Linked DNA regions of Mus musculus: all the other regions are linked to region 1. A link is a contact called in public HiCAR-type and promoter capture Hi-C data. All regions are on one chromosome and are shown on one strand. Each heading gives the region's core, a stretch centred on a gene start, on an enhancer-like site or on the middle of the called end of the contact. The rest is flanking DNA. Distances are from core to core; before and after follow the strand shown. Region 1 holds the start of Mcm6 (minichromosome maintenance complex component 6). Region 2 holds the start of C4bp (complement component 4 binding protein). Region 3 overlaps Gm16083 (a long non-coding RNA gene). Region 4 has its middle 12 kb from the start of Cd55.

Region 1 (5,021 bases), core at 906-3,405:
CAGTCACCCTTAATGCTCTAATCCTCCCTCTCTCCCGCTTTCTCTGTCTTGCCTTCCCTCTCCCAGAGTAAAAGCTCAACACCACAGGGGCTGTCTCCAGTTGTCTTCCCTTGCGTAGCATTTGTGATCTGTTATTCTCCTTTCTAGAGCGTGTTCTACAACTTTGCTGATTTCTGCTGTTATTTCTAACAATATACACACATCTAAGGATTCAGAACTAGTATCCACAAACCATCCAGTCTCTCTGGAGTTGGGTTATCTGACTCAGAAAAACAGTTTTCATTTATTTATTTATTTATTTATTTATTTATTTATTTATTTATTTATCTATTTAAGGCAGGGTCTCACTTTGTAGCACTAGCTAGCTGGTCTGGAGCTTTTAAGGAAAAAAAATGTAACAAAACACACACCACACACTCACACTATCAACTAAACCTGGGCATCTGGGCACACTTGTGAAGGGTTTTCTTGGTTGGATTCTGTGACGTGAGAAGATTTACCTTAAATCTGCATCTTTTGTAATCAGAAGACCCACACCCTAAAAGCCCCGGAGTGGTTTTTGGAAGGCAAGGGCAGCTGGATCTCTTGACTTCAAGGCCAGCCTGGTCTACAAATCAGGTTCCAGGAAGCCAGGATTACTACACATAGAAATACTGGCGCACGCCTTTAATCCCAGCACTCGGGAGGCAGAGGCAGGCAGATTTCTGAGTTCGAGGACAGCCAGGGCTACACAGAGAAACCCTGTCTCGAAAAAAACAAAAAAACAAAAAAAAAAAGAAAAAAAGAAAAAGAAAAGAAATACTCTCTCTAAAAATAAAAAGGCCCATCCAATATCTGGGCCACACCTGGTGACAGCATACCTAAAATGACACAGAAGGAAGCCTTTTGTGCGTTTGCCTGCCTGTCCTCACTCTCACTGGCAAGTCCATCTATCATCCTGCTGCTGAGGCAGCAATTAATGTATTAGAACCTGTTTCTTCAGGACTCCCAACATTTAATGAAAACCTGCTAAGACATCCAGCCTTGTGGGCTGAACCACCATCTGCTTGGCGTTTTTATTGGAAGACAGCCACTGTTGAGCTAGCCAGACAACAGCCTGTATGCTAAACTTAGTAAATCCTGTGTGTGTGTCTTTATCAGTTTTGTTTCTCTAGAAAGCCCCAGGATTCTCACTCAGTGAAGGCTACATTTGGAGTTGGCAAAGGAGGGAGGGATTTGAGGCTTCAAGTCTTCAACACCTTCAATTGCAGATCTCTATAGTATATTTCCTAATAGATTATAAAAGTATTAATTTTATATACTCTGCCTGGCATTAAATTTTTAACATCCAGTAAGCCTCGAAAAAGTGACTTATTTATTCTGGTCCAGGTTTACTGTGTCCTGGAAGCCCAGGATAAAAGTGCTGGTGGTGAAACAAGTTATCAGCACTAAGCTATCAAAGTCGAGGAGGGACTGGCAATGTGGATCATTTACTAGCAAGGTAGTCCTTGTTCTACACTCAGAAGGCTTTAGGTTCAGTCCCAGCACCACGTGAACCCAGAATTCAAGGCCAGCCTGGGCTATGTGAGACCCTCTCAGTTTAAAAAAGAAAAGAAAGTCAAATGGTATGCAGATTGTCAGAATATATCTATCTCTGTCTTTTTAAGTGTATGTGTATGCACATGTGTTCTTAGAAGTCAGAAGAGGGTATCAAAGTCGCTAAGCTGGAGTTAAAGGTGGTGACTGTCTCATGTAGCTGCTAAGAAACAAGCTTGGGTCCGCTGCGGAATGAGTTACTCTCTAAGCCTTTGCTCCTGTCCTCCACCTGACTTTTAAGGGGCTCTCTCCTGTAGTTTGGTTTGCTCATACCTTACTTCCTCCAGATGCACAATTCACAGTAGGTTTAACCCTGAGTGACCAAAAACAAAACAAAAAAACCCAAAAAAGTCTATACATAAACTCTGGGGGTAAAGGGAGAGAGGGAGGGGTTAGCTCCTCAAGCCAAAACAACCAGAGGGTGGGTGCGACTACATTGCGCATGGGCAAAAGCTTCATGGCGTATGCTTTTGGCGCGAAAAGTGCGTGCGGTGGGCGGGGCTCTGTACGGAACCGCCATTGATTGGACGGGTTTGGCGCGAAGTAGCTCAGCTCCTACCCTGTTATTGGCTGAGGTGAGAGGGCGGGGCTAGCCGGAGGCGCGCGCGAAGTGGCAGCGCGGAAGGAGCTACGCGTGGAACCTGCGGCCGGGCTATCTGCAGCTGCGGACTCTCCTCCGCGGTGGTCTTCCCTCAGCAGCGCGTACTCTCGGCGCCGCCATGGACCTCGCAGCGGCCGCGGAGCCCGGCGCCGGAAGCCAGCACCCGGAGGTGCGCGACGAGGTGGCCGAGAAATGCCAGAAGCTGTTCCTAGACTTCCTGGAAGAGTGAGTGGCCTCCGGGGGCTCGCGGGCCGGGCGGAGACCGGGGCCATGTGTGCTCCGGAAGGGATGGGCCCCGGCCCGGCGGGAATCCGAAGCCTCCTCGACTCCTTTCTTCACCGCAGCGCTCCCTTGTGTCATACTGTGCTGCTTTTTCATTACGTTTCTAAAACAGGGTTTCGAACTCGCTGTGTAGCCAAAGATGATTTTGAACTTGTAATCCTCCAGCCTCCGCTTAGCTTGTGCTGGAATGACAGATGTGCACCGCCATGACTAGTTGGGGCGATGCTGGGAATGAATCCCAGCAGGACTCACGTCGCAACCCAGTGAGGCCAGAGTTTGGTTTTTTGGGAGGTGGGGGGGGGGGGGGGGGGCGTTACCTCTTGAGTAGGGTTGGGCACACAGCCCAGAACCAGGAGCTTGCAATGCAAGCAAACCTGGGCCAGCTCGTTCTAACAGGAATCTATGGCTTGATGACTGTTCAGTGAAATGAGTTCTGCCCTATATAATGAAAGAATTGTTCTAGACATCTAGCTGCCTCCTTCCCATCCCTCCCTCCGCTTCTAGCACCTAGCAGCAACCACATACCAGTGTGCTCCTTACTCTTCCGCCTCCAATAGTAAACAATTCTTTTCTTTTTCTTTTTAAAGATTATGTCAGTATATAACAAAAACTTAAGAGTTTTGACCTTTTGGGAGTGTACAACAAGCATCTTGAGGTGCATTCAACTTGTACAATGATCCCTGTTTGAAACTCTTCCAACTCTACCTACTAAATAGTTAGAGCCTCTCTAACTCTCCTAGCCTCCTGACACCTGCCACACTTCTAACATTGAACTGGATCACTATAGGTGCCTCCGATAAGTGTGTGTGGCTAATTTTGCTAGACATGCAGCTTATTGTAATCAAGGGTTTGCCTTTTAAGGCAGAATAAAATGACATGGCACGCGTATACTGGTTACCACATATTGCTGATCTAGTCGTCCTTTTGGCTCTACAGCTATCTTTTGAAGTTCTGCTATACTTAAAACTGTAAGCAGGCCAGTGTTGGGCACAAGCCAGCGGTAGACGGATCCTATGAGTTCAAGGCCAGCCTGGTCTACAAAGTGAGTTCCAGGACAGAGCTCAGGGCTACATAGAAAGTCTGGTGCTGAAAAACAAAACAAACAAAAATAACCCTCTGGAATTTAAATTCTATGTTCCAACCTTTGTAATGTTTTTGGCAGTCGGTACAGCTGCTTGTCCTTCAAAACCCAAGTCTCCTTTTGATTAAAGTCTGTGTAAACCAGCAGTTCTCAACATGTAGATCAGGATCCCTTGGGGCACATACCAGATCCATATGCACAGTATGGTCCATAACAGCAAAATTAGTTATGAAGTAGCAATGAGATGGTTTTATGGTTGGGGTCATCACACATGAGGAACTGTATTAAAGGGTCTCAGCGTTAAGGTCGAGAACCACTACTTTAGACCATTCAGGCAACAAGCAGTAGCTACTTCTTTGCCTGTGATCCCAGCAGGCCTGCTATTTTCCAGATGCCAAGGGCCTTTTCTTGGTAGCTAAGAGCTGGAGCTAAGCATAAACAGGACTTAGTTTTTAAAATAATCAACTTCCATTCACAGAGCAGCTTTGCTTTTGCTTGCAGAAGAGTCTAAATATTTCTTTTTTGTTTGTTTTTATTTTGAGACAGGGTTTCTTTGTGTAGCCCCTTCAACTCAGACATGTGCTTAACTCTGCCTCCCAAGCACTGGGGCTAAAGGTGTGCACTGTCGCCACCCAGCTATGTCTAAATTTTCTGTTAGTTTCATTTTCCATGAGTCACCACGGGTGGCTCAGCTATCTATTTTTTGCTGCTTGCTTGTTTTCTTAATAATGTTAGGGAAGGAACCCAGACAGAGCCTTACACATGGTAGACAAGCATTCCGCCCCTGAGTCTGTGTCTCCAGCATCTATCCCCTTTGTTTCTTTATTTGATAGAACTTACTGTGTTGCCATAGCTGTCTGGATTCACAGAATCATTCTCTGCTGGGATAAAGGCGTGCACCACTGCACCCAGCTCCCTGGGCCTTTTTTGACTTTTTTAGTTTTGAGAGAAGGTCCCTTTTAAGTTGCCCAGTCAGTCCTTGAACTTCCAACTTTCCATCTTTAGCCTCGGTAACAAGGATTAACAGGCCCACATCACCAAGCTCTGCCACTTCTTTCTCATAAATTTACCTTTTAATGACACCAATGCCACCTTTTACACCTGTGAATCTTTATTATAGCTATTCCAGTAGGCATAATTGGCTTTGATTTCTGGCACTTCTGTCAATAGAGACATTATTTGTTGTTTATGGGTCTTGTCTCCTAAGAATGCCAGCCCCAGGACAGAAACAACACTACCTTTTCTGTACTTTTAGATATTAGTTGGAAGAGAAATTAATTTTGGGTCTGCCCCCCCTCCCCAATTAATGTGCTTTCATTTTCTTGAGGTCTTTAGCAGTGATACCTCATTTCTGTGTGGGGTGGTGTTTGTTTTGCTTGCTCTGTGTGTGTGTGTGTGTGTTATTAGAGATTAGACCTAAGACTTTGTGGGTGCTAGGCAAGCACTGAACTATGTTTCCAGCCTTTTTATTCCGCTTCTTAA
Region 2 (5,021 bases), core at 1,795-4,294, 2.3 Mb before region 1:
AGAGAGGGAGAGAGAGGAAGAAGGGAAAAATGCATTTTTTTATGGATAAGAGTGAGGAAAAGGACTTATCAAAAAGTTAAAGGAATTAGAAGATTCGGGAGAGTTTAGGGTTAGTTATGGGAGCTGTCTTAGTTTCTTTTTCTGTTGCAGTGATAAAATACCTTTACAAAAGCAACTTACAGGAAAAAGTTTTTGTTCATTTGTTTGTTTTTCTCTCACAGTTTCATATTGCAGTTATCACAGCAGGGTATTAAAGGCCTCATGAGCATGAAATAGGCGATCATATTACATGCTCAGTCAGAAGAGGACAATAAACACAGGAATATGCTAGCATACTCTGCTCACCATCTTATTCTGTACAGGACCCCTGCCTAGGGAATGGTGTCACCTGGAGTTCTCACATCTTCCCACCTCAATTAACATAAGATGACCCCCCACAGACATGCCCAGAGGCCCATTTCCCAGTTGACTACACTAAGAGTCACAAGAGACAAAGGACAAGTGTAGTTTAGAATGGAAATATTCAGCAATGTTAAAGGCTTTAGAGAAACTACAAGAAATAAACTGAAGACATTTGTGCAGCAGACCCTCTTGGTCCCTTGTCTGCATGGAATAGGTAGGTCTCTAGTCGCAAGTGGGCAAGGAGTCGGTGGGAATTGACAGACAGAATCGGCACAAGGGAGTGTGGATCTGAATGTAATTTGTCAAATCGAGCATCAAACTTTTTATACAGAAGAAAACAGGGAAGTTGGGTGACACACCGGCAAGGTACAAAGAGGTTACTGGATTCTTACACAAAACAGAGGAATGCAAACACGGAAGAGCTGGCAGGAACCAACTGGGATAAAATTCAATGTTAACAACTGGGATCAATCACAGCTCCACCTAAGGTCCACTTAATCTTAGAAGCTGGGGCAAGGGCTTCGTGCCCTTGCCATAGTTTCTTCTCTAGTCTATTGTATAGTTCACCTTCCCCCTAGGCCATTGTAAATACTCATGTATGGGTGTAACTCGGCTATCTATTGTACTAAGTATCTACTCTGGTTCCTCTTTAGGTCACAAACTTCCTTCTTCCTAGATAATGGTAAATTTCTGTGTAGGAAAGTGACTTAGCTATTCATGCCCAGGGTCGGATCAAGGACTACCTAGAATCTAACTTAGCTATATGTTAAAATATCAATCCTTAGGAGCACTTGTAATAAAGCAATATTATGGGAAAGCACACAGATCCGTTTACCAACTAAAGCCAGGACATTGGAGCATTCTTTATACAGGATGCCACGATTCCAGGAGACTAAGTTTCCGTGAACTTTTTGCCTCGGGACAGCGCCCAGGTTTTCGGGGCCTGTCGCGCTTGTCACTACTGGAGTGAATGTAGCACATTTGAACCTGCAGATGAAGACTGCATTCTTGAGAAGCTCAGCATCAGACTAAAGGAGAAAAAGGAGTTTGAAGTTTTGGCAAGATGGCAGGAACACTTCAGGATAAGAGACAAGATGAAAAATTTAGAAAAGAAGAATCAACCCTTTAAATCAGGGTTGATCAGGACAAAAAAAATGACACGGATTAAACTAATGCACAATGTTTTCATAAAATAGAAGGCAAAATAATTTGTTGTGATTTAGATAAGTTAGTCCCCTGGGAGAGAGAACTCTGCGCTTACCGTAGTAGAAAGCAGGAAAAGGACTTGAAGATACTGATAAACGATATTTGGAAGAGTGAACTGAGGGCGGTATTTCCTCCAAATCAGCTTCCGGGACTTCATAGGATCGCTTTTACATGGACTCTTATCACATTAAATCAGTCTCTTACCTTTGTGACGTGGCTGTGCTTTCTTTACCTCTAATATCCTCCTCATTTTCCTCTCAGTAATTTCTGCTTATCAGTGAAGGTGCACCCCAAATCTTATAACTTGGTCAAACTTCACGGAGGAGCTCAATTTGTGAGGCCATTAGTGTTTATTACAGAGCATAAATTATGATGTCAAAAAAATTTTTTTTCCCTATGTTGATCCAACCCAAGGATTTTGGACATATCAGACAAGTGCTCTACCACCCAACAGCATTTCCAGCCTTTGGTTTCTGAGATAGGATCTTACTATGTAGCCCAGGTTAATCTTGAAATCATAATCCTCCTGCCTCAGCCTCCCAAGTGCTACAGTTACAAGATTATACACTACATCTGGTAAGAACTAATTTTTACTACTTAGAGTTACAATTATTTATTTATATGAGGGGCATTTGGGGCATGGCATGCTTGTGGTAGTCAGAGGACAACATATACGAATTGGTTCAATCTGGGGATAAAACTCAGGTCTTTAGGCTTCATGACATGCACATTTACCCACAGAGCCATCTCACTGGTCCAGAAGTGCTTTCCAAGAGCAATCCTTGGGGCACACAAATCTTTAAACTTATTATTAACAGACTAAGGGTCCATTTCAGGACTTGACTTTATCTGTATATTTATGTGATCGCAAACACATAAATTAGCCTCTTCATTACATTTTTCTGAATATTGACGAGTGTCAGACTGACTTCTGGAGATCCTTTGGTGCCTGGTAGTGGTAGTTGCTAATATCTGTGGAGCTCTGAGTATGTTCCAGTCAGGTCAGCACACAGCAGGAACTCAATAAACAACACACATACTGTGTCTATTGTAGCTCCTGGTGATGCCTGGAGACCAGTGAAGAGTAAGATCCTCAGATCCAACGTCCCTGAGTGGGTCTGCAGTCCTGGGAAGAGAATCATTTTAGTCAGAGTGGGTCTGAACTCCAACTCAAGGTTCCTAGGCTGGTTGGATTTTGTGATGCATAACTCTTATGATTATGAAAAGACAGAAAATTCTGGCATCAAATTCCAAGTCCCCTTCTAACTTAGGGGAAATGGTTGGCAGAGAAGAAAATAAATAATTCCAACACATGATGAAGAATGAGGGCTGGGAGAGAAGGAGATTAAATAAACACTGCTGCTCTAGTCTGTTAATCATTCACCGGGACAGAGGAGACTGTCTCCCTGTCCGTCATACTCAACTGCTTAACCAGAAACTTGTGTGGGTGGAATGCAAGGATCACTTGCGTGGGTAGACTTCAGAAGCTTTTTTGATGGAGCAAGTACTGGCCAGCTTTAGGATAATATGATCAACTCTCATCTTGGGAGAAACTAGTACAGTAGAGATCCAAGTACCACCACAGAGTCTTTCTCTGCTATTGCAGGTCAGTGGGCTACTGAGCACTTGGGTGGGGCATTGTGGGTAAAGCTGGTCATCAGGTTCTTTAGTGTGTGCTCCTCTGTGTTCTATTTATTATTTTTGAGATTACAATTTAATTACATTTTCCCATTCCTTTTCCTCTCTCCAAATCTTCCCATACAGCCCTTCTTGTTCTCTTTCAAATATAGTCTCCTTTTTTAAATTAATTGTTATCACATGCATCTATTCCTAAATACAACCTGTTCAGTCCATATAATGTTACTTTTATGTATGTTTTCAGGGCTGATAATTTGGCGCTAGGAAACCAATTGCTGTGGATCTTCCATGGGAAATACCACAGCTCTTACTACCAGCTTTCCTCAGTTGCCTATAGTTCTTTGTGTAGAATCAAAGCCTCGTGGGATTCCACTGTCTAGTTTTGTATGTTCATCAGTGTTCTTGTTTGGGTCATGTTTGGGAGGTCATGTTGGTGAGACTTTTCTGATACAGTTTCTGATGTTGCTAGGTGACACAATTTCACAGTAAATTCCTTGGACCCTTGGATCCTACAATCGTTCTGCCACCTCCTCTGTAGTTTCTTCTCAGGTGCAGGAGTGTTTCTTAGATGTAGACATCAGAACTGGGACCCATAACTCTGCATTTTGATTGGTTGTAGTTTTCTGCGGTGGCCTCTGTTACAAAGAGAAGTTGGGGTTTTTCTGTTGTTGTTTTTTGTTTTGTGTGTGTGTGTTTTCTGATGAGGGGTTCAAGACTATGTGAGTATGACGATAAATATTTATAGAATGTTGTTAGAGATTATGCTGGCTTAGTAAATTAGTAGTTGTAGATTCTCTAATAACTGGAACTTCACTAGCATTGAGTAGTTAGTTAGCTAGGTTTATAGCAACAGACATGGTTGAATGGGCCTTAAATACAATTAGAGAGTTTCTGGTTACTTTCAAACAATATGTCCCACTATTACACCCTTAGGGTTACTGTATCATGTTGGTCATTGATGCATTCATGGGCATCAGAGCTGGGTAGGACTATTGGTTGCCTTTCCCCTTTTTTTGGAAGCTTGCACAATGTCTTCTAGTAACATTTAAGTCCCCAGAGAGGGGACATTCAGATCAGTTCCATTTCAGGGATCTCTTGACCTTGTTTCTGAAGTGTATGGTGTCTTCAGCAATAGAGACTTACCTTTCACTGTTAGGGCATAACAAAGGGCAATAGCAAGAGGCTGTATGTCTTGGGAGTCTCTTGGACAGCCCAAGATAAAAACTCAAAAAAGGGATTCTTATGTCTGGTATTGAGGGTTTTGTTAGTTAGTCTTTGGGTCCTGGAGTGTTGTGTCCGGCCAGCAGATCACAGACCTGGGTTCTAGTCTGGAAAGGCATTTTGGAAACCTGGAAGAGAAGAAGGGCTGGGCTGCGCTGAGATAAGGAAGGAACCAAGACAAGCTTTCTGTTCAAGGTTCAATTTTAATGTCAGCAAACATGCTTTATAAAGAAAAGGGGAAGCCCATCCCTGGCCAAGCAAGTTCCTTAGAAGTAGATAGGTTCAGCCTTTTAGTGGGAACTCCTGCGAAGATCTCAGTTAGGTGTTAACTCCGGAAAATTCTTGGGAGAGAACCGCTTTGGCCTCCGGTGGCAGGTTGGGCCTCAGGCAAGTAGTGGCACATCAAAAGAGCAGCACAGCAGGTGGCTCCGCTCAAGTGGTGGCAGATGGTCACAGCCAGCCTTGCTAGGCTGGAAGGAGGTAACACTGGAGGACTCATTATCACCATTAGCCCAGATGAGAAAAAGTTCATTAAAACTATATTTGTATTTTTA
Region 3 (5,021 bases), core at 1,755-4,254, 2.2 Mb before region 1:
TTTATGCTATGTATTTGAGAACTGTTTGATACTCTAATGTAAACAATCATAGCTATATTCCTCACTCTTAATTATCTTGGCTGTGTCTCCAGTATTTAGGTAAGTTGTATGTTAGTTTTCATTTGATCCTAGGAATGTTTAATTTTCTTCATAATTTCTTCATGGCTCTTCTGTTGTTCATTTGGAATTCAGTGTAATTTCTCTTGCCCTTGCTTTCTAGCTTTTGTCTTCTCTGTTCCTATAAAATAGGAAATTCTATCCATTGTTGCATGTAACTTTGTTACCCTGCCTAAGCTCCAGGAATGGACTACACTACCCAACTTCCCTTGAACCCATGGGTAAAAGACACAGACACACACGGTTGTTCAATTTCAAATGCTGGGCGCAAATCATATCCTGCCTGAAAAACTGTGCCCTTATCAATATTCTTAACTGTACACCTTTCCACCTACCCTAAACTTTAGTTGCTCAGTTACATCTAGTCTCTGCTAAACACCTCATCCCCCCACCTGCAGAAGCGGCCTATGTGTCCACTCCATTCAAGATGGCTGGTCACCTTTTCTCCATCATAAGCATGGTAAACTCTCCTCTCCTCTCCTTGCATCTATCTCCTGACTCTAGGAAACTAAAAGTCCTGCCTAGCCCTTTCACCCAACAATTGGCCCATGGCTTCTTTACTGACAGATCAAGAACCAATTGAGGAACAGGACCTTAGCATCATAACCATTCTTACACACTCTTTTTTTTTTTTTATTAAGACTTGCTTTGAGGCCTAGAATGTGGTCTGTTTTAAGGACAAGAATAATGTATATTCCTTTTCTATTGAATAAAATATTATCTGCAATATGTTTAAATTTGATTTATTAGATAATTTGTATCTTGGGTTTCTTTGTTGCATTTAGTTTGGATAACACATATAGAGTTAAGAACTAGGTATTGAAGTCACCAATTATCATTTTATAGAATTGTAAAGAGAATAAAAGGTTTAACAACGTGATTTAAAAAAACAACAACAAAAAAACCCCTTTAAGCCAAAAATATAAAGTTAAAATCTACAAGCATAGTAGTTTGTTTTGTTTTGTTTTGTTTTTAAAGGGGGAGAGAGTAAAGGTGAAAGAAAAAGAAAAGAAAAAAAGAACAAATTTTTCCCAATAAAGAAAAATGTGTAAGCAAAATTTAGATGAATATATGAAGAAGAATAAAAAGAAAGCAACAGTTTTGTTATACAATAAAGAAAAAATATGACTAAGGGTCTAGAAATCAGACAGATCCCTGCTAAACTAGTAGGGGAAGGGGCTCTGGGAGTAGGGAGACTGACACTCTAACAGTCTACTCACTTTCTGTAGTCTCAGCTTCTCTCCAGGTTGAAAAAGGATGACACCTCAGTATCCTCACTGTCTACTGATACCCTCTACCTGTGTTCTACCTCTCCCTGGGAACAAGAAGCCCACAGCCCCTGTGTCTGTACGTTGCACCCAATCCCACTGATTCAGGGCTCTGAATACACTGGCCCTCCTTGTGAGCTGATATCTGTGTTCCATATTCATTTTCCTCTGGTGCATCAATTAGTATTTATACAAATGGAAATTAATTTTGTTATTTCTCTCATGTTTTGGCCCTCTCAACTCCTTCCCTATTCATTGCGGCTGATATTTGCAAAACTTCCCAAATGAGTGTCATCCGCAAATTAGCAAGTCATATATTTCCCTTTCAAAGCATGAAGAGGATTGGCCATGTCTACCCACCACCTCCCCCCAAAGCACACACCCCTGGGGCTACCTTATTAAAGTACACTTCACATGCACAGGTTGCTAAGCAGGTAGAGGATGGGATGGGGGTGTGGAGAAAAGAGATGGAGGAATCTTGGGGCTATAAGCTCAAGAGGAAGGCAGTGATACAGTGGAGAGGCCTCAATGCTTTCCTAGCAGGTACAAAGATCACAGTCACAGTAGTCTACGCCCAGGCCAACCTCTCTGAGCACTGCAATGTCGTCTCTGAGAAAGACTGGACTGATTCCATACAAAGGACATTGGTAAATAGGCTTTTGGGGAAAATTAGTATGTGGATAGGACAGTGACAGCTTCTCCCTGGCAGCATCTTCACATAAACTCACAGGAGTGAGATCACACCTGCACTTGCTCACAGAATAGGGAGATAGCGCTTTGCACTTAAATACTCAAGATGACTGAGTTGCATCTCCCTGATTCTATTGGGTCTGGACACAAATCCTCATCTAAAATTCTGGGGCTTGAGACTTCCTTCGTTTTTTTTTTTTTTTTTTTTTTTTTTTTGAGCATGTGCTCAGTCACATGGTTACAGTCTGTAACCATCAAGAGTTCAGCAGGCAGCAGCAGGCTGCTGTGGGAGGGGAGGGGAGGGGAGGGGAAGGAGGGGAGGGAGGGCCCAGCACCTCCTGCTAGTCTGGACCAGATTATGTAATCTTACAGTGTTGTGCCTGTGCCTGTTCGGAAGAAGCACCCAACACCTGATTTCTTCCTTTGACTATAAGGGCTTTGGATGGCCATACTTAGTCTGTGGGGTGGCCAGGGTCTTTTGTCCTCTGAAGACTCCAGATTGGAATCCCTGGGGTAGTTGAGGGATAACCCATAAGTGCATCGGGAGCACGAGAGCACGGAAAAATAGCTACAGCACTTGCTCCACACACTGATCTCAGGCTCAGAAAATCAAACCCCAGGGTTACTCTCACTTGGTGAGATCAGCTCCAGGACATTAAGGGCAGTGTTTCTTTCCACAACGTTTTGGCTTCTTAGTATCCGATCCTCCACTCTCCACAACTGTTGGCCAGACCAGTCTCTCACCCTAGGGCTGTGGCAGGTTAAAGGGCCTCCTCTACTGTGAGAGGAAAGGAGGGACTAAATAGGTTACACCAAGATTAATCTGTGAATGAAGCCAGCTTGCCGAGGAAGAGAGACAGGAGTCCTTTCCCTGCTCTGGCATCAAAGCAAGCCCAGGAAATACAAACGGAAGAGGGCAGAGGTGAGTTATAAAAGACCAGTCACCACATGGCCAGGTGCTTCCGGGGGCTTTCCTTAGCTCACTGTTCTATTTCCAGGCCTGGGAGTGCCCTTCCTATTCTTAAGAAGCTATTTCTATCCCGCGTCTAACTTAAAAGGCGTGACCTTCCTTCATCACCTCCTGGTGGCTGCCAGGATTTCACCGGATCTTGACTGTTTTCTCTTTAAACCCTAGTTGTCCTGGAGATTCCCTTTAAGTCTGTTTCCCAATTGTTTTTATTGAGGCTAAGCACACCCAAAAAGAGACTCAGCTTCCGCAGTGACCTGCAGTCTGTGCTCGCGCTTGCTCAGTGTTTTCTTTCCGTTTCAATGCTGTGTTTCTTCAGCTTCTTCTCTGCTCCCGATTCCTGGAATTCTTTCTTCAGCTTGTTCTGGATGCTGACTTCCACTGCTTTAACTCTGATTCATTCCATTGTCCAAGCTTCCTGCCTGCTTTGTTTCAACCTCAGCTTCTTCTGCTGCAGCGCTCCTCCTTGCTGACCTTCGAAGTCCGGTTCTGATTCCTTTTCCAGTTTGCGGACTTCCCCTCTGTGCCATTGGCTTTCCTATGAGGTCCTCGGGTGAGCGCATAGGCTTGCTTGTATCATTGCTGTTCACTGAACCAGTGAGCACCTTGCCTGGTGTCGTAGGACTCAATGCTCACCAATGGGAAACACAAGCTATGGCCTTTTCTCATTATGTGGGCTAATAGCACCTTCCTGCATGATGAAAGCTAAGGGCAGAAAAGAGTTTTCCAGGCTGTTCCCACCTGTTTCTCTCTGTCCTGCAACCAAACTGTGTTTGAAGAAGAAAGTGAGCCACCTCAAGGGCACCAACATCAAGCTACACAACATAGAGAAAGACACTGATGTTCACTGATAGCCACGAAAAGTGACAAAACTAATGTGCCAGAACACAATGAAGTTAAAAATTGTTTAAAGGGGGCTGGAGATGGCTCAGCGGTAAAGAGCATGCGCTGATCTTGCAGAGAACCCTGAAGGGACCCTGGCCAGCACGGCTCTGGCAGGCCTTGCCCTTCTCCCCTGTTCCCTCTGCCTTGCTAAAAACGGATAGATTACAGTCATAGCCACCAAGTTCTGTTTCCTTATTTGGCCACTTCCTCCTCCTGAGGCTGGAGGTCCAGCTATCAAAGAATTGAAGTCCACAGTCAAAAGCCCCCTTTGGCTCTCCTAATTAATGTGCCCAATAAAATATACCACATCCGCTCCATTAGTAGCCCATTCTAACACAGCCCTGCCCTTTTTGTTTTCTTTTTGTTTGTTTGCTTGCTTGTTTTTTTTTGTTTGTTTGGGGTTTGTTTGTTTGTTTGTTTGTTTGTTTCCAGACAGGGTTTCTCTGTATAGCCCTGGCTGTCCTGGAACTCACTTTGTAAACCAGGCTGGCCTTGAACTCAGAAATCCGACTGCCTCTGCCTCCTGATTGCTGGGATACGCCTGCAGGTCTTTTGTTGCTGCTTTTCTGCCTGAGTCAGAAAGCAGCCACTTTAACCCTCCCAGCGCCCCACCCCCCAACACTTAATAAAGGACTTCTCTGTGAAAACACAGGTGTTTGTGGTTTGTTTCTAATCCTGAGAAAGGGGAACCCCCTGCTGTGCATGGCCGATCTCCTAACCGATCCAGGTTCCCTTCCCAGCCCCTGGTGTCAGGTGGTTCCTAACTGCCAGTAACCCCAGCTTCAGGGATATGCGATGCTCTGGTCTCCACTTACTGTACACACGCCCACCAACCTACCTACCCACACCTATATATGAATAACTGACAACAAATCCAAATTCTTATTTTGAAATAGGAATTCAATGAAATGAGGGAAGAAGGAAAGGGAACAGTAAAGAAAACAGATGAAATACAAGGAAAAAAGAAGAGAGCAAAGTTTTGGAAAGAGAAAGCAGAAAGTTTCAAAATATTTTTAAAAACGAAAGACAAAAACAATAACTAGATTGTTTTAGTGCAAAATTAAGACAATTAAAAAAAAACACAAGACAGAGAA
Region 4 (5,021 bases), core at 1,713-4,212, 2.1 Mb before region 1:
TAGGTGCTATTCAAGTTACCAAAGGAGAACAACAATCAGTAGTCACATCTTATAGGGCTAAGAACCACAGCAGTGAGCAGCATGGTCTCCAGTGGAACAATTTTATCTTGGGGTTAACTAACATTATTGAACTTAAGGTTTATTCAATAGGAGAGAATTCAATGCTTGCTACTGTAAATCTGATCAACTAACTATCCGTGGCTGAAGCAGTCATAGACTCTAGAAGAAAGCCAAGTGTTGGTGTTTTTCTAGAGCAACATAATTTCTAACTGTTTTCTACATATTCTTATACACACAGATAAATTTAGCTCTCACCCCTTACATTAAAAATGCTTCTCTTTACAGTAGACAGGAGCTATTATAGAAATCCATCCTGGTCAAAATATAGAGAAGAGGGGGTGCCTGGCTCCAGTTGATACATATGTAATTCACTCTTACACTTAATGCTCAGGAAACATTATGGAAGACTGTTAGAGTCAGCACACTGGGACTCCTGATGCTAAATAGTGTCTTCCAGACATGGCAGGCATGCTGCATCCATCTGTGGTTCTAAGGAAAAGTAGAATATAGCTAGAAATTAGAATGGTTTAGGAGAATACAGTTATAGGCTTTCTATTAGACTCAATAATTTCTCTGGTCATGAAACCTCAACAGTATCTTTAGCTAAAGAAGACTTGCATAAGGACAACACCAGTTGACATACCAACGTGGATGGGAAAGTTTTCAAAAGGTCATACCCTAGATGAAGAGTTCTAAGGAATTAATTGCTACAGAGAAGGAGAATCAGTTTCCTTCAGGGACAAGCTCCATGATAGGTTATCCAGTCCCAAGTGGTCAGCTCTAAGCACATGCACATATAAGCAGTACCAATCTGACTCGGTATTAATTTGCACGAGTACATGTGTGTAACAATAATAATGAAGGAAAAAGGGGTCAGACATTTTAGAGAGGTTGGGGAAACAGGAAGATTTGAAGAGGAAAGAGTCAGGGATAGATATGATTGTAATTAAGTACCCAAGAATGAAATAATAAATAAATGGGGGAAAAGTGTGTTGGAGATGAGGAGAAAGAAGATCAATTCCAAGATCCTGAAGTCCACCCCAAATTTACATGATGTCCTGTGATGTTACTAATTAGAAACACAGTAGAGAAAAAACAGCAGGTTAGAGGTCAGAAGAAAATGCCTCCTTTGCAGGATGGACTTGGGGGAGCTCTGAGAATGCTCTTAGTGGTCTTTGGCAGACAGTTGGCCATTGAGTCTGAAAATCAGCAGTGTTCGATTGGAGTACAAGGTGGTATCAGTATGTGCCGAGCCATACTTTCCTAGAGGGAAAGAAAGTGGTGCAGGCATGCTCAGCCTAGAAGAACCAAAAGAGATGAACTGAGCATGCACAGTGCACACACAAAGGAGTTTCATTCTTCAAAAACTTAAAGGCAGAACCACCACACGACCCAGCTGTCCACTCTCGGGAATATCGCAGAGAGCTCCATATCCTATCACAGAGATACCTGCACATCCATGGTTAGTGTCTCTCTGCTTACACTAGCAAGGCAATGGACCAAATGTCCATCAACAAGTGGATAACAAAAATGTAGTATATATACAAAACAGAATATTACTGAGCTGTAAGGAATGGGAAGTTTTTGCAGAAAAATGGATGGACTTAGAATAATGATAAGCAAGGGCACCCAAACTCAGAAGAAAAAAAAAACTGGAACAAACATATACATATTCATATATGCAAACATCTGTGTGTATACATGGAATTACATTTAGGAAAGGGAATGAGAATTAGGCAAAAGAAGGGAAGGAATGCGGGCAAAAGACCCATGAGTCACAAGAGGATATACATTCATTGTCTTTCTGGTTTCAATTGTGTCTTAGTATTTTTTTTTTAATTTTTTTTAAATTCTTTTTTCCTTTTTCACATGGACAAGTGCATTAAAATGTAACTATTAGTGACACTTCAGAATGGCAATTCTAACTGCAGAGAAGTTCCTAGAGATGACAGAACTTGGGACTGGGCAAGTGTTTGCTTGAGTGGCTTCCTTAATCTAGGTGTGTTTATTGATTTTTTTTTTTTAGATCGTTATAATAAAGCGATTTTATAAAGTAAAACAATTCCTGTTTTTTTGAAAACTACCTTTGGGGAAAGGAGTAGGTGTTGTTTCCCATTGATACAAACAGACCCAGACTGGGTGTCACTGGAGAGTCGGGTCACGCTCAGTCAACCTGGGTGAGAATAACAGGAAGTGGTGGTGAGCATTAGAAGGAAATGGCTCCTAAGCCCCTCTCCGGTACCTGTTAGCTGGGGAGGATACGCCCAGTGTTGCCAAATCTTCAATATTTTAAGAGGATTCATAAGCATGTTGTTTGAATGGGAGTTTTATGGTTATAAAATCTGTGCATGAATTCAGTTATTCAGCAACATTTATTGAGTATATACTATATACAGGGCACTGATCTAGGAGTCTGGGGTTTTGCATTTAATACAAAAGACAAAAAAAAAAAAAAACCTTTCTGTGTATGAAGTTCACACTCAATTGTGGGAATACGCACAATTAACAAATTATTAAAAGCTATGAGTTGTGGTAAGCATTGAAGGAATGAATATAAAGGGAGGTACTAGACCTGTAATTGTGGGGTACATTTCTATATCAAACACAATGGCATAAAAGGGCCTTCCTTAAGTATTTAAGAAGAAGGTCTTCAGGGATGTATAGAAAGCATGGAGACATCTGTATGAAACAGTAGTCACGGACTCTGAGTGGGACTTTGATCTGTTTGGGATTCTGTTCTGTGAGCTCAAAAGCCAGGACAAGGAAACCAGTTAACACTGGGTGGGGGAGTCTGGGGAGATGAGGGCAGAAAAGAAAGGGAGAAGGAGACCATGGGGCCTGGTCAGCGACTGTGTGTGAGTTTCCTGAAAGCAAGGAAGCCAGGACACATATGCAGCTGCCAAGTAACCTGCCCTCAGGAATGTGAGAGTAAGGGGAGTGGCAGACACCTCCCCTTCTCAGTGGCTAGAAAGGAAGGAAGGAAGGCTGCTTGCATAAGATTGTGAAAGGGGAATCCTGTCTACTTTGAGCTGTAATTTGAAGGTAGAGAGGAGAGTATAATATTTGTTAAATTTCTAGGTGGATTATGAGACAAAGTGAGGTAAAAAAGATGACCCTTGGGAGCTGGACCTAAACCATCCTAAGTGGAGGATGGAATGCCATTCACTAAACGGGAAACTGGTGTAGGAAGAAATTGGACCTCTGGTTTTTTTTTTTGTTTTTTTTTTTTTCTCTCTTTCTAGCATTAAAACATCTTTTATCTCTCCTACTCAAGTTGCCAACTAAGCAACCAGGTCTTATATATTCAGGAAAGTGATGCAGACTAAATATATGATTTGAGAATTCATAGTATTTGATGTCATATGAATGTATAAGACTGGATATCATCAGAGTAACAGATGTTGGGATAAGGGGATAAAAGAAAATGAGATTTTATATCTTGTGATTCATGCAAAAAAAGTTGTCTATGAGCCCCGGCCTGGGGCCGAGAACAAAGCAGAACAGACAGGGCTGTTGTTAAGACATTCCTAAGAACAGCTTGATTGTACAAGCAGGGCTATCTTGTCTGGGTCAACACCACCTGGCCGGAACCTCCCCTCTGTCTATTGCCCCTTGACGCCAGGTAAAGTCATACATCAACTGGTTGCTATGTGAACAAAGATAAGCCCCCAGCCCACAGGAACAAAGTCCTGATGCCCTGTAATCTTTCTGTTAATGTTTGAATAAGCCAATAGTGTGTCGCTATGCTGAATTCCACACCCCTAAGCCCCTTACCCCATAAAAACCCCTAGCTTTTGAGCCTCGTGGCCGACATCCGTTATCTCCTGTGTGGGATGCATGTCGGTCCAGAGCTCCGTCATTAAACGTCCTCATGTAATTACATTAGGAGATGGTCCTTTGTGATTTTTTGGGTGCACGCTGAATCGGGAATTGTGTGGGGGTTTCTCCACTAGGTCTAACAGGGACAGATTGAGGGACAGAGAAGTCAAGCATTTTGTTTGGAATTTATGGAGACAAATAGGAGGCAATAAAATAGGCTAGAAAGGCACAGACAGTGAGCTAGACTCAGAAACACACGGTGCTGCTGAGAAGGAAGTATATTAAGGTGAAAAGTACCAGTGGGATCCTCTCTGCTGCTAGACCCAAGAAATGAGGTCACTCATGATGCAAGCATCATTAACAGCCTCCATCAGAGCAGCTGTAGTAGACGATGGGACCAGACAGGACTAACTTCAAGATGTAGAGGGAAGCAGGGCATGGTGAAAATTGTCTGCAATCTCAGCACTGTAGTGTGTAGTTTCTACTAACCCTGCTTGGAGTTCCAGGTGGACCTTGCTACCAGCTTCCACCCTGGTTCCCTTGGATCCGTGGACGAAAGACACACACACACACACACACACACACACACACACACACACTACCTTATTTTTAATATGCTTTTTAGCTCAATGATGGGGATCTTCTAAGCCTCCCACGGCTAATGTGCCCTTACCTTCACACCCAGCTCAACACCTCTAAATCTACCCTCAATTTAGTTTCCTGGTTACCTTCTCCTTGCTCAGCACCTTAAATCTGCCCTCAGCTTAGTTGCCTTTCTAATCTCCTGCCTGCTGCCCCAGGCCCAGTCAGGGAAGCCACCAATGGCCACTCTACCCAAGATCTCACATGGCTAGTGGTTCTCCCTCCTTCCCATGCATGGCGAATCCTCTTTCCTCCTCCCGCGTCTCTTAGCCTGCCCGAGAGAACCTGGAAGCCCTGCCTCTTCCACCCAGCCACTGGCTGCTAGCATCTTTATTGATTGAACCAACTGGGGAACAGACCCCTCAGAGTTCACACACAGATTTCCTATCGAAGCATCAGAACCATTCCCTACACAGAGCTTGAGAAGTTGAGGCAGGGAGATTGTAGTTCAGGTCCAACTTGGACTTCATAGTAAGCCTTTATTTATTTATTTATTTATT

What was found. Promoter capture Hi-C pulls out the DNA fragments that hold promoters and counts their contacts. HiCAR-type assays count read pairs that join an accessible place to other places.
Region 2: a contact with region 1 is called in a promoter capture Hi-C map of liver, with 4 times the contacts expected there. The contact joins the promoter of C4bp here to the promoter of Mcm6 in region 1. A contact is called at or near these places in 5 of 39 promoter capture datasets (hippocampal neurons, liver, pre-B cells and 1 more).
Region 3: a contact with region 1 is called in a promoter capture Hi-C map of liver, with 4 times the contacts expected there. The contact joins the enhancer-like site here to the promoter of Mcm6 in region 1. A contact is called at or near these places in 4 of 39 promoter capture datasets (hippocampal neurons, liver and pre-B cells) and 2 of 115 datasets of contacts at active chromatin or transcription factors (astrocytes and large pre-B cells).
Region 4: a contact with region 1 is called in a HiCAR-type map of astrocytes, with 7 times the contacts expected there. The contact joins the enhancer-like site here to the promoter of Mcm6 in region 1. A contact is called at or near these places in 4 of 39 promoter capture datasets (the 3T3-L1 cell line, embryonic stem cells, hippocampal neurons and 1 more) and 3 of 115 datasets of contacts at active chromatin or transcription factors (astrocytes, large pre-B cells and stem cell-derived neural progenitor cells).

The regions. Positions count from the first base shown.
Region 1 is chr1:128,356,839-128,361,859 of GRCm38.p6, reverse strand. It overlaps Mcm6 (minichromosome maintenance complex component 6), which reads left to right and starts at 2,155. Exons shown (of 17, transcript NM_008567.2): 1 at 2,155-2,401. The coding sequence starts at 2,295.
Region 2 is chr1:130,659,641-130,664,661 of GRCm38.p6, reverse strand. C4bp (complement component 4 binding protein) reads left to right here and starts at 3,044. Exons shown (of 10, transcript NM_007576.3): 1 at 3,044-3,214.
Region 3 is chr1:130,548,969-130,553,989 of GRCm38.p6, reverse strand. All of the region lies in intron 2 of Gm16083 (a long non-coding RNA gene), which reads right to left. It also overlaps a transcript of Zp3r not described here. Among named protein-coding and RNA genes, the nearest start is that of Gm16083, 36 kb to the right of the region's middle. Within about 2 kb of position 3,004, at least 58 of the 459 cell types and tissues checked have an H3K27ac peak or open chromatin away from gene starts, as enhancers often do. A contact at or near this core is called in liver, where this site is marked.
Region 4 is chr1:130,472,377-130,477,397 of GRCm38.p6, reverse strand. No RefSeq gene overlaps it. Among named protein-coding and RNA genes, the nearest start is that of Cd55, 12 kb to the right of the region's middle. Within about 2 kb of position 2,962, at least 80 of the 459 cell types and tissues checked have an H3K27ac peak or open chromatin away from gene starts, as enhancers often do.